2 separate regions of the Sus scrofa genome follow, and region 1 is linked to region 2. The links are chromatin contacts, called in public promoter capture Hi-C maps. All regions are on one chromosome and are shown on one strand. The core of a region is the stretch at or near the end of the contact, and the rest is flanking DNA. Distances in the headings are between cores, read along the strand shown. Region 1 holds the start of TMEM87A (transmembrane protein 87A). Region 2 holds the start of TTBK2 (tau-tubulin kinase 2).

Evidence for each region. Promoter capture Hi-C pulls out the DNA fragments that hold promoters and counts their contacts.
Region 1: a contact with region 2 is called in a promoter capture Hi-C map of liver, with 2.3 times the contacts expected there. The contact joins the promoter of TMEM87A here to the promoter of TTBK2 in region 2. A contact is called at or near these places in 1 of 5 promoter capture datasets (liver) and 2 of 47 Hi-C or Micro-C datasets (embryonic fibroblasts and heart right ventricle).

The regions. Positions count from the first base shown.
Region 1 is chr1:129,094,949-129,101,395 of Sscrofa11.1, forward strand. It overlaps TMEM87A (transmembrane protein 87A), which reads left to right and starts at 3,440. Exons shown (of 20, transcript XM_005659710.3): 1 at 3,440-3,686; 2 at 4,953-5,013. The coding sequence starts at 3,528. It overlaps GANC (neutral alpha-glucosidase C), which reads right to left and starts at 3,365. Exons shown (of 25, transcript XR_002345333.1): 1 at 2,451-3,365; 2 at 910-972.
Region 2 is chr1:128,485,809-128,492,332 of Sscrofa11.1, forward strand. It overlaps TTBK2 (tau-tubulin kinase 2), which reads left to right and starts at 3,878. Exons shown (of 15, transcript XM_003353383.5): 1 at 3,878-4,270.

The DNA.
Region 1 (6,447 bases), core at 2,190-4,689, 610 kb after region 2:
TAGAATTTATAAATAAATTCTAAAATCCACCCAATGGAATACTATAGAGCTCTAAAAGGAGGACAATCCATATACTCATGTAGAGGGCTTCAGAATAATTATGAAGCAGAAAAAAAAGACCTATACAAGAGTGTCTACTGAAAGTTACTTGGCATAAGAATGGCAGTGATATAAGAATATATGCATTGGCGTTCCCATTGTGGCTCAGCAGAAATGAATCTGACTAGCATCCTTGAGGACGCAGGTTTGATCCCTAGCCTTGCTTAGTAGGTGTGGTGTAGATTGCAGACGTGGCTCAGATCCTGAGTTGCAGTGGCTGTGCCATAGGCCAGAAGATACAGCTCCAATTCCATCTCTAGTCTGCGAACCTCCATATGCCACAGGTGTGGCCTTAAAAAGACAAAAAAAAAAAAAAAAAAAAAGAATATATGCATCCACAAAGAGAAATATTGGAAGGATAAATAAGAAATGAATAAATCTGGTTACTTACAGGGAAAGATTTGGAATGGGGTGGAAGGGGGCAGGAATGACAGTAACACTTTTCAATGTGTATCTTTTTATATTATTTGATTTTTGAACCGTGTAAAAGTATTACCTATTCAAAGATTCAAAATTTTAACACTACTTTAAAAAAGCTTTGACTTTGAAAATAAAATACCTGTTTATTAATATAGTAATTTTAATGATAATGTATAATTATATAATTAATTATAATTAATAAGAACATAATAAAATACAACAGCACATTAAAGTAGTATAGGTGAATGTCTTCTATCCGATAAACTCCTTAATACTGAGTTTCCTAGTTGACTCTTTCTTCAGAAAGCCTATTCTCAAAAATTTAATAAACATCAGTTTTGAAATATTTTCAGAACTCTTTTACTTAGGTCATACATTTCCTCTCCTTACCTGTAGAAAGCAATCTTGCTGCAGTCTTTGAAAATGTTTTTATCCACAGCTTCATCTTCAACACTAAAAAAAAACCCCATATTTTATGAAACCTATTTTACATGGGGTTTGTGAATCCAATTTTTGTACTGTCTTTATTTTTTTATTGTTTTATTCATTTATTTTTGTCTTTTTAGGGCCACACCCACAGCTTATGGAGGTTCCCAGACTAGGGGTCGAATCAGAGCTGAGCTGTAGCCGCTGGCCTATGTCAGAGCCACATCTGCAACCTGCACCACCGCTCACAGCAAAGCCAGATCCTTAACCCACTGAGGCCAGGGATCGAACCCGTGTCCTCATGTATACTGTCAGATTTGTTTCTGCTGAGCCACGAGAGGAACTCCTGCACCTTCTTTAATTCTAGTTAAACATGGCACATAAACCACTGTGTTGTAAAAATGCGTTAGGGCCATAATAACACAAGGACTGTGTTCAAGCTTTCTTTGGGAGCCTGACATCACAAATCAACCTGACAGATGCTATAATGAGGTATGTGCAAGGTGCTAGAATAAGGATAGAAACCAATGGAGAAGGAAAATCCTTTGCTTTTAAGATGATGCTGACAATCTAGGGGCCAATGTTTTTTAAAATCAAGTTTCCAGAAAAGCTGTTTCTGAAGAGAACATGATCAAGATGTATGTATATTGCTACTTGAGTATATGTATTTAATATATACTGATTAAAACAACAGGCAGAGTTCCTGTTGTGGCGCAGTGGTTAACGAATCCGACTGGGAACCATGAGGTTGCGGGTTCAATCCCTGGTCTTGCTCAGTGGGTTAAGGATCCACTCCGATCCCACGCTGCTGTGGCTCTGGCGTAGGCCAACGGCTACAGCTCGGATTAGACCCCTAGCCTGGGAACCTCCATGCCGCAGGAGCAGCCCAAGAAATGGCAAAAAGACAAAAAAATAAAACAACTACAGGCTATAATGAAAAAAAAAAAACCCACATTGACTTTCATGCATGAGACACAGTGAATACATCTGTAGTCAGTATGACCATGATTACGTAGGAAGCTATAACTGAATACTATTTCAAAATATTATGAAAACAAGCTCAGACAAACACACTTGGACATGGTTTATCATGGCAGTAATCAAATCCTTCACTGAGTCTTTGTCACTGTTTCTTTGGATCAAGTGTGCAAAGATTAGAGAAATTAGCATTCTTTCCAGCTTTGAAGAATATACTCTGGAATGCTTCAGGAAGAGGTGTATACAGCGGAATTTGGAAAGCAACATGCTTGAAATTCATGTGTTAAGAGTTCTGATAACAATTCTTCCAGTTTTGTTAACTATCTTGAAAATACTTCATGCGGGGCTATTAATATCACCTAATTCTCTGGAGAATTGAAAAGATATAAATTTAATGTACAAATACCAAACGTGCAAACAAGCGCAATCAAAGTCAATAAAATCTTCAAAGCCAGAATGTTGTTTCCAGGTTCTGCCTGCCTCCGTGGGCCCTGGAGTCAGTTCCTGCTGGACTACTGGGATTTTACCTGATTTCCTCTTTGCCAGCTGCTTCCATGGCTTCCCAGTCACTTCACCAGGCTCCCAGCTCTCAGGCAAAGGCCCCAGGCGGTCTCTTAGATTGTCTTTCTAAATAACCACCAGCGCTTTACCACCGTCAAGTTTCTGGGGCTCCAGGTTCTCAAGGAGTGACAAATTGACACCTGCTCCTGGGATTTCCACGCCCAAACTAGTCTTTCTACTAGTTTTTTGGGGGCAAAGTTTTCTTGGTTTTGAGTGGCTGGTCAGGAACTACCTTCATTAGGAACCGAAAAGGTTTCTGCAACAGAGGGGGCGTGAACTCAGACCCAGAGGATGAAAACCCTGAGACTGAGAACCAGGAAGTACCAAGACGGTCTGCGTGACTTGGGCGAAGCTTCTGCAGATCTTTCTCAGTGACGGTCACGCCAAAGATACTGAAAACTGACCCACTCTCTCCCGGTTTTAGCTGTGAGTAGGAAGTGCCGGCCGGGTGGCTGCTCTAAGTTGATGTGCGCCGGCCAACATCTACATCACAGACTTAAGGGCCAGAAGGGGTTTTTTAAAAGGAGTTATCTGTTACACCGTCCAGTTTAGGAATCGCTTATACTCCACCCCGGCTAAATTCCAGTTTTTGCTTAAATACCTCCGGAAACCTAGAACTCAATACTAGACTTTAAGTAGGCAGCCAGACTTACGGCTTTCCTAGACTCCTGGCCCCGGCATTTGACTCGGACTCAGAAGGAATGAGGGACAGGGGCCAACAGGAGGAGGAGAGAGCCAAACGCCCCACGGGGTTCTTGTCTGGTCCCCAAACCCTTAAGGTAGAGGAGTCGAGAGACTCGGCGATGGCTTTTGGCGATGAACCTAGCGCTCCAAGGTGACTAGGTTACAACAAGATGACGCCTGCGCAGTAGGTACAAAGCCTCACACCAGGCCGTGACGTATGCCTGAAGGAGGGGCTGCTGAGTCGCAAAACAAACACGCCCCCTGCGGTTTTGAGGACCCGGATGATCCCGCCCCCAGAGGGGAGCCGGAAGAGGGCGGGACGAACCGGAAGAAGGTGAAATACTTTGGGTAGGCACTCCATGGCTGTGAAGATGGCGTCGGCTGCGTGGCTTCAGGTGTTGCCTGTCATTCTTCTTCTTCTTCTGGGGGCTCCCACGTCCCCACTGTCACATTTCGGTGTAGGACCGGCATCCGTGGCAGCTGCCGACCGATCCAAGTGGCGCATACCGATATCGTTGGTGAGTGTTCACTTAAGGAGAAACTGAGCCTGGAAGAGTAAGGGGGTGGGGCTACGGCGGCCCATGGGGTCCAGGAAGGTTCCGCCAAAGTACGCTTCCAAAGGGGTGGGACTGCCGGGAGCGTTTGTGTCCTTGGTTAACGTGGACTCACCTACCTGGAGTGGAAAGCCGCACACTTCTGTGGGTAGATTAGCAGTAATGCCAGGGTCGTTTCCGAAACGGAGAGTGGTGATGGAGCGGTTCTTTATCAGCAGAGTCAGAGAACTTTCTTTGACTGGAGGCATGTAAACTTGATGTATATGTGGAAAGTGGTTTTTCTTTTCAGCTGAACTTTCGCAGAATCTTATGACTCCGGGTTGAATGAGAGGGATATGTAAATAGACATCTTTTTTTTTCTTCCTCTTCATTTTTTGGCTACTAGATGATTCTACTTGTGAAGCTGTTTGATTTCGTTTGGACTTTGAAATAGTTATTCTAAGCTTTGCCATGTGATTAGGAAGCCTAAGCATTTGAAATGTAGTCTAATTTGAGAGTGGACAAAACGGAAGAAACAGTATTCTAAAATTTATTGTGAGAAGTTAGTTTTTCTTCTGGACAAATTAACTAGATAGGTTGACCCTCGGCCCTTTTAAAACCTCCTTTGAGTAAGAGCTATAGTCCTGTGAGCTGATAAATCACAAGCTGGCAGGAAATGCCAGAAGTCATTAGTCTTATTAAAATCACAGTAGTCTTTTTTGTTCTGCTCTGCTCACTGGTTGTAATGCCCAAATCTTATTTGAGCTTTTGATATGGCAGGAATTATAGCTTTTGTTCAGTTGGTGAAGATCTTCAGGTTCTCGGTTTTAGGTACTGTTACTTGTATAATGGTTGATAGTTGAATTTGGCCATCTGCTCATAGAATAGTTTGTTTGAAGAAATGATTGGTTATTCTAGACAATGATCAGTGAGTAAAAGGAGTGAACCGATTAAAGAGTACCTTCCATGAAGATTTAAGTTATCTGAGGATTTGTAGGAGCCTTCCTTCCAGAGTCCTTGCTTCATGGCCTGTGGAAAAAAAATCATGTCTCCGCACCAAGCTTCAAAATCCTGCAGATTGGATATGGTTGAATTTTACTAAAAGGAAGGATATTTATGCATTTTTTGTATGTGTGTTAAGAAAACTAACTTGAACATTTTATAAATTTAGGTTTTTATACCAGTTGCATGCTGCTTTGGGGATTAAAGTGATTTGATGCTAATTATCCTTTCTCTTCTTTATCTTTGCAGGGGAAAAATTATTTTAGTTTTGGAAAGATCCTCTTCAAAAATACTACTATCTTCCTGAAATGTGAGTTTTTTGCATTTCATGAAGTTTTATTGAGTTTTTGAGTGGTCTTCAAACTTTTAAATTACCTGTTTTCTACCTCTGATGAGCAACATAAGTTCTGAAGTTTAATAGTCCAGCACTGTCTAAGAATAAACATATGTGGTATAACTAAGATCCTTTCACTGAATAATCTTCAGAATACTTAGTTGTGTGAACTTTATTTTCTTCTCTTGTTTTTCTGGTGTTTACAGTATATAGTTAGACAGATTGTGTTGGTTGATTGCCTGCATGGTGTTTTAATCTGTCCTGAGTCAGAGAAAGAACCACTGATTTTGCTTTTGTGTGCATGTTAGATGTTTACTGGACACATGATCTAGGTTTGCAGACCATTGGCTCTGAACAAATATGTTCAGTAAAGCTTTTGTTTGCAGAAGGAGTATTGTACTACTTGGATCTTTGGAAGAGGAAGCTCAAAGATAATAACCAGGAAATAGAGATTATGTAGAACAAAACAAGTCTGTCCAGTGGGAAAACCATGTATCTGAATCCAAAATACCCCATTGTGTATTAAAGGAAAGCTGTATTTTATTTCTGCAACTGGCTTTATTTTATTTTATTTATTTTTATTTATTTATTTATTTTTTTTTTTTGGTCTTTTTGTTGTTGTTGTTGTTGTTGCTATTTCTTGGGCCGCTCCCGCGGCATATGGAGGTTCCCAGGCTAGGGGTCCAATCGGAGCTGTAGTCTCCGGCCTACGCCAGAGCCACAGCAACGCGGGATCTGAGCCGCGTCTGCAACCTACACCACAGCTCACGGCAACGCCGGATCGTTAACCCACTGAGCAAGGGCAGGGACCGAACCCGCAACCTCATGGTTCCTAGTCGGATTCGTTAACCACTGCGCCACGACGGGAACTCCAAGGCTTTATTTTAGAGAATGAATGATGATAGGCAGCTTCATTTCAAGATCGGATCATCCATGTGTGCAGCTATGCATATTTCTTTCCATGAAAGTGCAAAGTTATGTCATTGTTGGGTACTTTTATTCTTTTAATCGTTTAGTAAATAGTTACAGAAAACCTACTATGTGCTAGACACTGTTTTAGATGGCAGGGCAGTGACAGGAAAAACCCTTTATCTCGTTGAGCTTGTGCTATGGGGATGAAGGGGGCAGGTAGAATTTCAATGAAGAATATACTTCGTCTATGGAAGTATGATCTCCTGACTAATGATTTAAGTTTGATTTAAATCAAATCTTACTCTTGACACACTGGGCTTTCTTGTGAAGTTGGCTTAGTAGATAAAGAGTAGCTTTGAGGGATAGCAGTATTTTTTATTTTGGAGTAGCCTGACAACCTCTTTGCTATTCTAGCCTTTTATTATGTAGTCTCCTCTTATCTGTATTTTGGCTAATGGTTTTTCTTTTTTTTTCTTTTTCTTTTTTTTTGTCTTTTTA
Region 2 (6,524 bases), core at 2,628-5,127:
TTTTTGTATATTTACTAGTATTTAACTTTTTGCATCCACTAGTGTATTTAATAAATATTTACAGAGTGAAGTATGGAAAATGCACAATATAAAAAGTAATCCCTCTAGAGCTTATGGAAAGAAATAAGACATATACACAAAAACTATAATTCAAAGTAGCCTCGTAGCTTATATTTCTTTAATCCTCCATCTCATACAGCACCTAAAAATTCCTAGTCACCAGATAGTTTGTATTTATTAATAAGACAAAGTAGAGAGTTCATGTTGTGGCGCGCAGTGGAAAAGAATCCAACTAGTATCCATGAGGATGTGGCTATGATCCCTGGTCTCACTCAATGGGTTAAGGATCGAGTGTTGCTGTAGCTGTGGCACAGGCCGGCAGATGCAGCTCCAATTTGACCCCTAGCCTGGGAACTTCCTTATACCACAGGTGTGGCCCTAAAACAGAAAAAACAAAACAACAACAACAAAAACAAAAAACAAAAAGCAAAATAGAAGAGAGCATTCTGTTTTATTTCACTATTGCTGTCAGTGGAATACTGTGATCACTAGGGTGCGCTATTAGCATTGCCAGTAAATTATTCTCCCTTGCACAGACATCCAGGGTTTGGAGCAACTAATAGCTGAACCAGATTTAAAGTCACTGAACTTTTTCCAGGCTGTCACAGACACACATCAGGAAACACAACATCACCTCACCACTTTCTGAAAATTGTATCAAATGATGCTTTGTTAATGGATGACCTTGCAACAAAAAGAAAACCGAAAAGACTGAACGCTACTACTGTTCTAGTAGAATAAAACTTAACTTTTATAACTTAACATTTAATGGTATAGTCGTTTTGTATTTCATAAAAGTTAGGCATAAATAGGAAGTAGATCAAGAAGTAACTGTAGGGAGTTCCCATTGTGGCTCAGTGGTTAATGAATCCAACTAGGAACCATGAGGTTGCGGGTTCAATCCCTGGCCTTGCTCAGTGGGTTAAGGATCCAGGGTTGCTGTGAGCTGTGCTGTAGGTTGCAGACGAGGCTCTGATCCTGAGCGGCTGTGGCTCTGGAGTAGGCTGGCAGCTACAGCTCTGATTGGACCCCTAGCCTGGGAACGCCCATATGCTGCGGGAGCGGCCCTAGAAAAGGCAAAAAGACAAAAAAAAAAAAAAGTAGCTGTAATTATAATTACTTTTGTAAATGCAAGTTAACTTTTAGTTTCTTCTATAGCTTTACTAGTTCTATTAAGTGTCAATCATCCCTGATATTATGGACAATTAATATTCATCAAACACAAATTGATATTCAACAGATTAAAACAACAGACTCTAAAGCCTTTCACAGTAAAATTAAGGATGGAGTTTTCAAAAATATAAACACTTGAGGTAGTTAATATATTTGCTGTGAATGTACTTCAGAATGCTGCTGATACAGGCTTAAAGAGCTCTTAGAGGACCCCCCCCCCATTTTTGGCCTGCATGCTACAGTTCGTTTACTGTCCCCTGTTCTAGAGCATCTATATATCCTACATAATATACCTCTATTACAGCAGTTACTGCAATGCATTGTAATAGGATTTGCATGTTTGCTAATTCATTGCGAATTTTTTTGCTTTTTTTTTTTTCCCAGGGCCACACCTGCAGCATATGAAGTTTCCCAGGCTAGGGGTTGAATTGAAGCTGGAGCTGCAGCTCCCAGCCTACACCACAGCCCCAGCAACACGGGATCCAAGCCATGTCTGCAACCTACCCTCTAGCTGAAGGTAATGCCAGATACTTAACCTACTGAGTGAGGCCAGGGATGGTACCCATATTCTCATGAATACTAGTTGGATTCCGTTACAGCTGAGCCACAACAGGAACTCCCATTGTGAAATTCCAAGACAGAATGAGTTTATTCATATTTGTTTTCGAAGTACATAGCAAAGTGGTTGCCATTAATTGGCCCTAAATATTTTTTGTTTAGTGGATTAAGTAACATTTTAAAATAAACTGGTTAGACTGATGAAAAATTAAAAAAACAGGACTGTTTGCTCGGTTGTGGAAACACTTGAGCACCAGTCCACTGTGAGTTTCATCTTTCAAAAGATTGTGCAGAGTTTTTAAAAACAACTTTATTGAGATATACAGGGAGTTCCTCTTGTGGCACAGTGGGTCAAGAATCTGACTGCAGAGGGTCCTTGTGGAAGCAGAGGTTTGATCCCCAGCACAGGGCAGAAGCAGTGGATTAGGGGATCTGCATAGATTGCAGCTGTGGGTTGGATTCAATCCTTCGCCCAGGAACTTCCATATGCTGTTGGCACTTAGTGCTAGGCATAATTTCAATGAATCTGAAATTTTTTCCCCTATAAATTTCTTTGACTTTAAAGTATTTACAGAAACACTAATCCTTTCGGATTTAAATTAGTTGCCCTGCCTGTACTCTGAAGTGAACTATACTCTGTTAGACAAAGTAATGCAAAAAGCAACTTGTGGTTTTAATCAGTGGAACAAAAACAATTTGGCAACTTCTTTAAGTTTGAATAGAACAGATGAGCTGCATCATCAATTGCCTTTAATGTACATTTTGTCCTGCTTTTTATCCAAGAATCTAGTCAAGACAGACTGCTGTTTTTCGAATAATGTCAAGAGGCTCTGGCATTTCCCGAACAAGAAGAAACAGATTCAATAATAGTTATGAGATTGAATATAGGATTCATATTTAACCTTTCTACATTCTTAATTAGCTTTAATCATGATGTCACTTGAGTGAAGAAAAAGATTTAAAGTCAAATGAAGGTTGTAATGCATCACAATCTTTCAGTCCATGGCAGACTCCTGGGAGTCACTGTGATTATTGAGTAAAAAAAAGCATAGGACAAGGGACGTTTAAGATACGCACGTTTTTGGTTCTGCCACTAAATAGTTTTGTAGATCCAGGAAAGCTGTTAAACTTCTTGGAGTTTTTTTCTTCTGTAAGTTGGTGGGTAAGGATGGGAGAGGGGTTTAATCGTAAGGTTGCCTCTTTACCAAACAGCTTGATACATCAACACCGAATACAAATTATCCCACACAGCCTCAATGCTCCGCCCCCCTCCCTTTTTTTTTGGAAAGCCTTCTACGGACTCCCACATTCTCTTGCTTAGAATCATATACTGCACCTCCCAGGGCTGCTCACTGAACCCTTCAGTGGTGATGTTTCAAAAAGGGAATGAAATCTTGTTCGCTACAGTTGTGGAAACCCTAAGGATACGCCGGGCTCCAGGCTAATATTCCTTTCCGGAGGTTTCTGTCTCCTTGCTTACAGTTTTAGGCTTTTCCCAGCACTCATCGGTGATTAGCTTTATGTTAGGTTGTTCTGGGGAAGACGCCAATTTGCCAGATCCTGGCAGCGCTGGTTCATGCCAGGAGGTGGCACGGCAGGGCCTCACGACTTGGGGCCCTTCTTCATGACCCAATGCCTCAGCTCAGCTTGTGGAAATTCGTATGGTGAGAAAGCATTTTCGATTTTCTTCAGAAAAGGCCAACCCTGGCGTCACAACCATCACTATATAACCAAGATAACTGTTGAGCTAGGAAGACCCCACTGTGAGCCAACTAGTCCCAGAAGCCCACTTCTCCTCTCTGGGCCGGCAGGCAGTTGACGTTGAGGCTGGAACTACGAGGTCCAGAATCCCCTCGCGCACGCGCGCTTCCATTGTGATGCTCCTTTCCCGGTAACTCGCCCTCTCAGGCAAACCTGAAGATAGCGGCAATTCTCCGGTGGGGGCGGAGATGTTCTTTGCCTGACTCTCCGCCCCTTTCGTGATAGGCAATGGGACCAGCCAACCGATGTGGCGGACTCGGGACGCGTTCTCCAATCAGCACCTGTGGCGGAGAGGTGGGCGTGCGCACTGGCAGGGCAGGTGGGCTAGGCTGTGCTAGGTTGCGACGGGGGAGAATAACGTCGGGTCGGGTCAGCGGGCGCTGCAGTAGTCGCCGCAGCGGCGATGGGAGCGGTAGGGACCAGGCGGCGGCGGTGGCGGCAAGAGGAGAAGCAGGGGCTGAAACTAGAGCAGCGGCTGAGGGCCGCCAGCAGCAGCAGTAACTGCAGCAGCCGCCGCCGCCGCCAGTAAACGCGGACGGTACCCGAGGGGACTACTCGGCCGGCCGGCCCTCGAAGCCGCGCTGGGTCCCGCCGCAGTCGTCGGCGGGGGATGGGCAGGCGGCGGCAGTCCCGCCTGCTGTGGGTTGACTCCTGCGGGTCCCGGCCCTGAGCTGGACCGGAACCCTCCGCCCGAATCGCTGCGTTTGCCACGGCCCAGGTAGGACACACCCCCCCGGACCCCCTGGGCGCAGCTGGGGGAGCTCCGCACCCTGCCCTCCCCTACTCCTAACCCCCTCCTGCGGCCGCACCCCTAGCCCAATGACCGACCCAGGTGTGGAGGGAAGGGGTACCAGAGACTCCCGGGTCGCAGACTCCCTGGGTTTGTGCCAGACCTAGTCACTCCAACTCGGAGATCGCCTGCTTCTCCTCGGTTTCCCCAAAGGGTTGTGCCTCGTATCCCCAGAAGCTTTTGGTGTCTTCACTGAACTTCGAGGGTCACAAAGCTTCGTTCTATTTCTTTTTCTGTGGGTGACCCACATACCACTTGTATTCATGTTGAGTCTGGTACCAGGACTAAATCCAGGATTCTCAGCATATCCTGAGCGGTTCTTTCCCATCCGGCTCCCCCAAATGCGATAGAAGAGGGCATGGGACTGTAGAATCTGTTGTGTAGTAACGGCAATGGAGGCCCTGACTTTCTGGTACTTAGGGTGCAAGGTAGAAGGATTTGCTCGTCGTTGGCTTTGACTAAGATGATGTTGACACTCCGGGATGCTGTGGGAGGGACGAGAGTCCACACGTATTTACCTGCACATCCGAAGTAAATAATCCATTGGGAATCCAGGATACTTTATCCACAGTGAACTTAATTTTATTTGAGTCGTGGCTGCGTTAGAAGGTAAAAATGACATTGAGTTGTACTTTGCTTTGAATTAAAGTTGGTAGGTGGCAGCAATCCGGCATTAACTCTTCTCATCCCTTGCTTTAGAAATTGTTCTTTGAACATCAAAAAGGGCAATGTTGTTATAATTTGTGTTCATGTAAAGATGTTTTGGTATTAAATAGAAAGCAAGTTTTTTAATGCATGTATGAGGTTTGCATTATTATGAATGGGCACATGTACACACGGAGTATCCACTCAGTGTGTTTTTGTTACAGTGTTTGGTTCTGAGCCATTAATAACAGTTGCATTGGTTTCTAACACTGATTTGTCATGATGGGCCACAAAGATGTGTTTACTATATTCTTTTGGCTAAATATAATAGAGTAACGTTCATTTGGGTAGAAAGGGTGATGGGAGATTGATTTTAAATCTGAACACTGTATAGTTCTTTTTTAAATAAAGCAGTATTGAGAACAAATATTACTTATATGACTAATCTTGAAGAATTCATCTTAACTAAAATTTTTTCAAATAACAGGTGTGTGGACTTGGATTACATATTGTGATCTTTTGAAATTGAAAACATATTGAAAGGAATCTGTATAGAAGCTTATGTTTTCCTATGTGGTACATTTTTATCAAGGCACAAGCATGATTATGAAGGAAAGTTTAGCTAGAATGTTAGGAAATACTTTTTATTCTTTCAGTTTTAGACACATGAAAGAAATGGAAATCCTCAGCTTCATTAATTTAATTTGTAATATCAAATTGAAATAAATTTGATTTCAGTAGAAGGCTAAGAATGCTATATATCTTGCTCATTATCTTGTACTATGGTTAATACATAATTTAGTGAATTCTCTGTTGTACTATGTATGACTCAAGAATTTTGTGACTTCTTTTGACTTTTAAATATTTATTATTTTGATGCCTCAGGAAATCTTCATGAGATTAGTCTCATTTGCTTTAGCAAATTGAACTCCATTATGCAGTGCTTCAGCTATCTCTAAATGTAGTGTTAGAAGTGAAGTTTGTGTAATTTAGACAGCTTTTGAGGATATTTTACATTTAAAAAATGTACAAAAAATGTGATAGTGCTAGATTGTTGGTTTTTCATTTTGAACAAAGATTACAGAGCTGACTTTGCTATGATCATGGAATTTAACTTTGGGGGGCATTTTTTTTTTTTTTGAGTTTACAACTTTAAAAAAGTAATGTATTAAAAATGACAACTTAATTGCAATTTGTGAGAGTCTTTGAGCTGTAATCACCCAACTAAGGCACTTTCAGATTCCTAATCCTCAAAACCTGCATGGGACAATAAATGTTTGTTGCCTGAAAAGAAAAGAAAAGAAAGAAAAAAGTATAAAACAAGGAAAAATGTTTATTGAGCATTACTGAACTAGTGAAGGCCGAATTGATTAGCAAAATAGCCTATGAGAATTAATGGACAGCTTAGCTTGCTTCCTTCCCTACTTAAAAAAAAAACCTACTGTAAAAGAATTATCTTAATGATATGTGGCATTCTTTACAGTTTGAGTGTGTGTCACTCAGAATTACTCAATATGTATTCCTTTCTTTGAGGGTT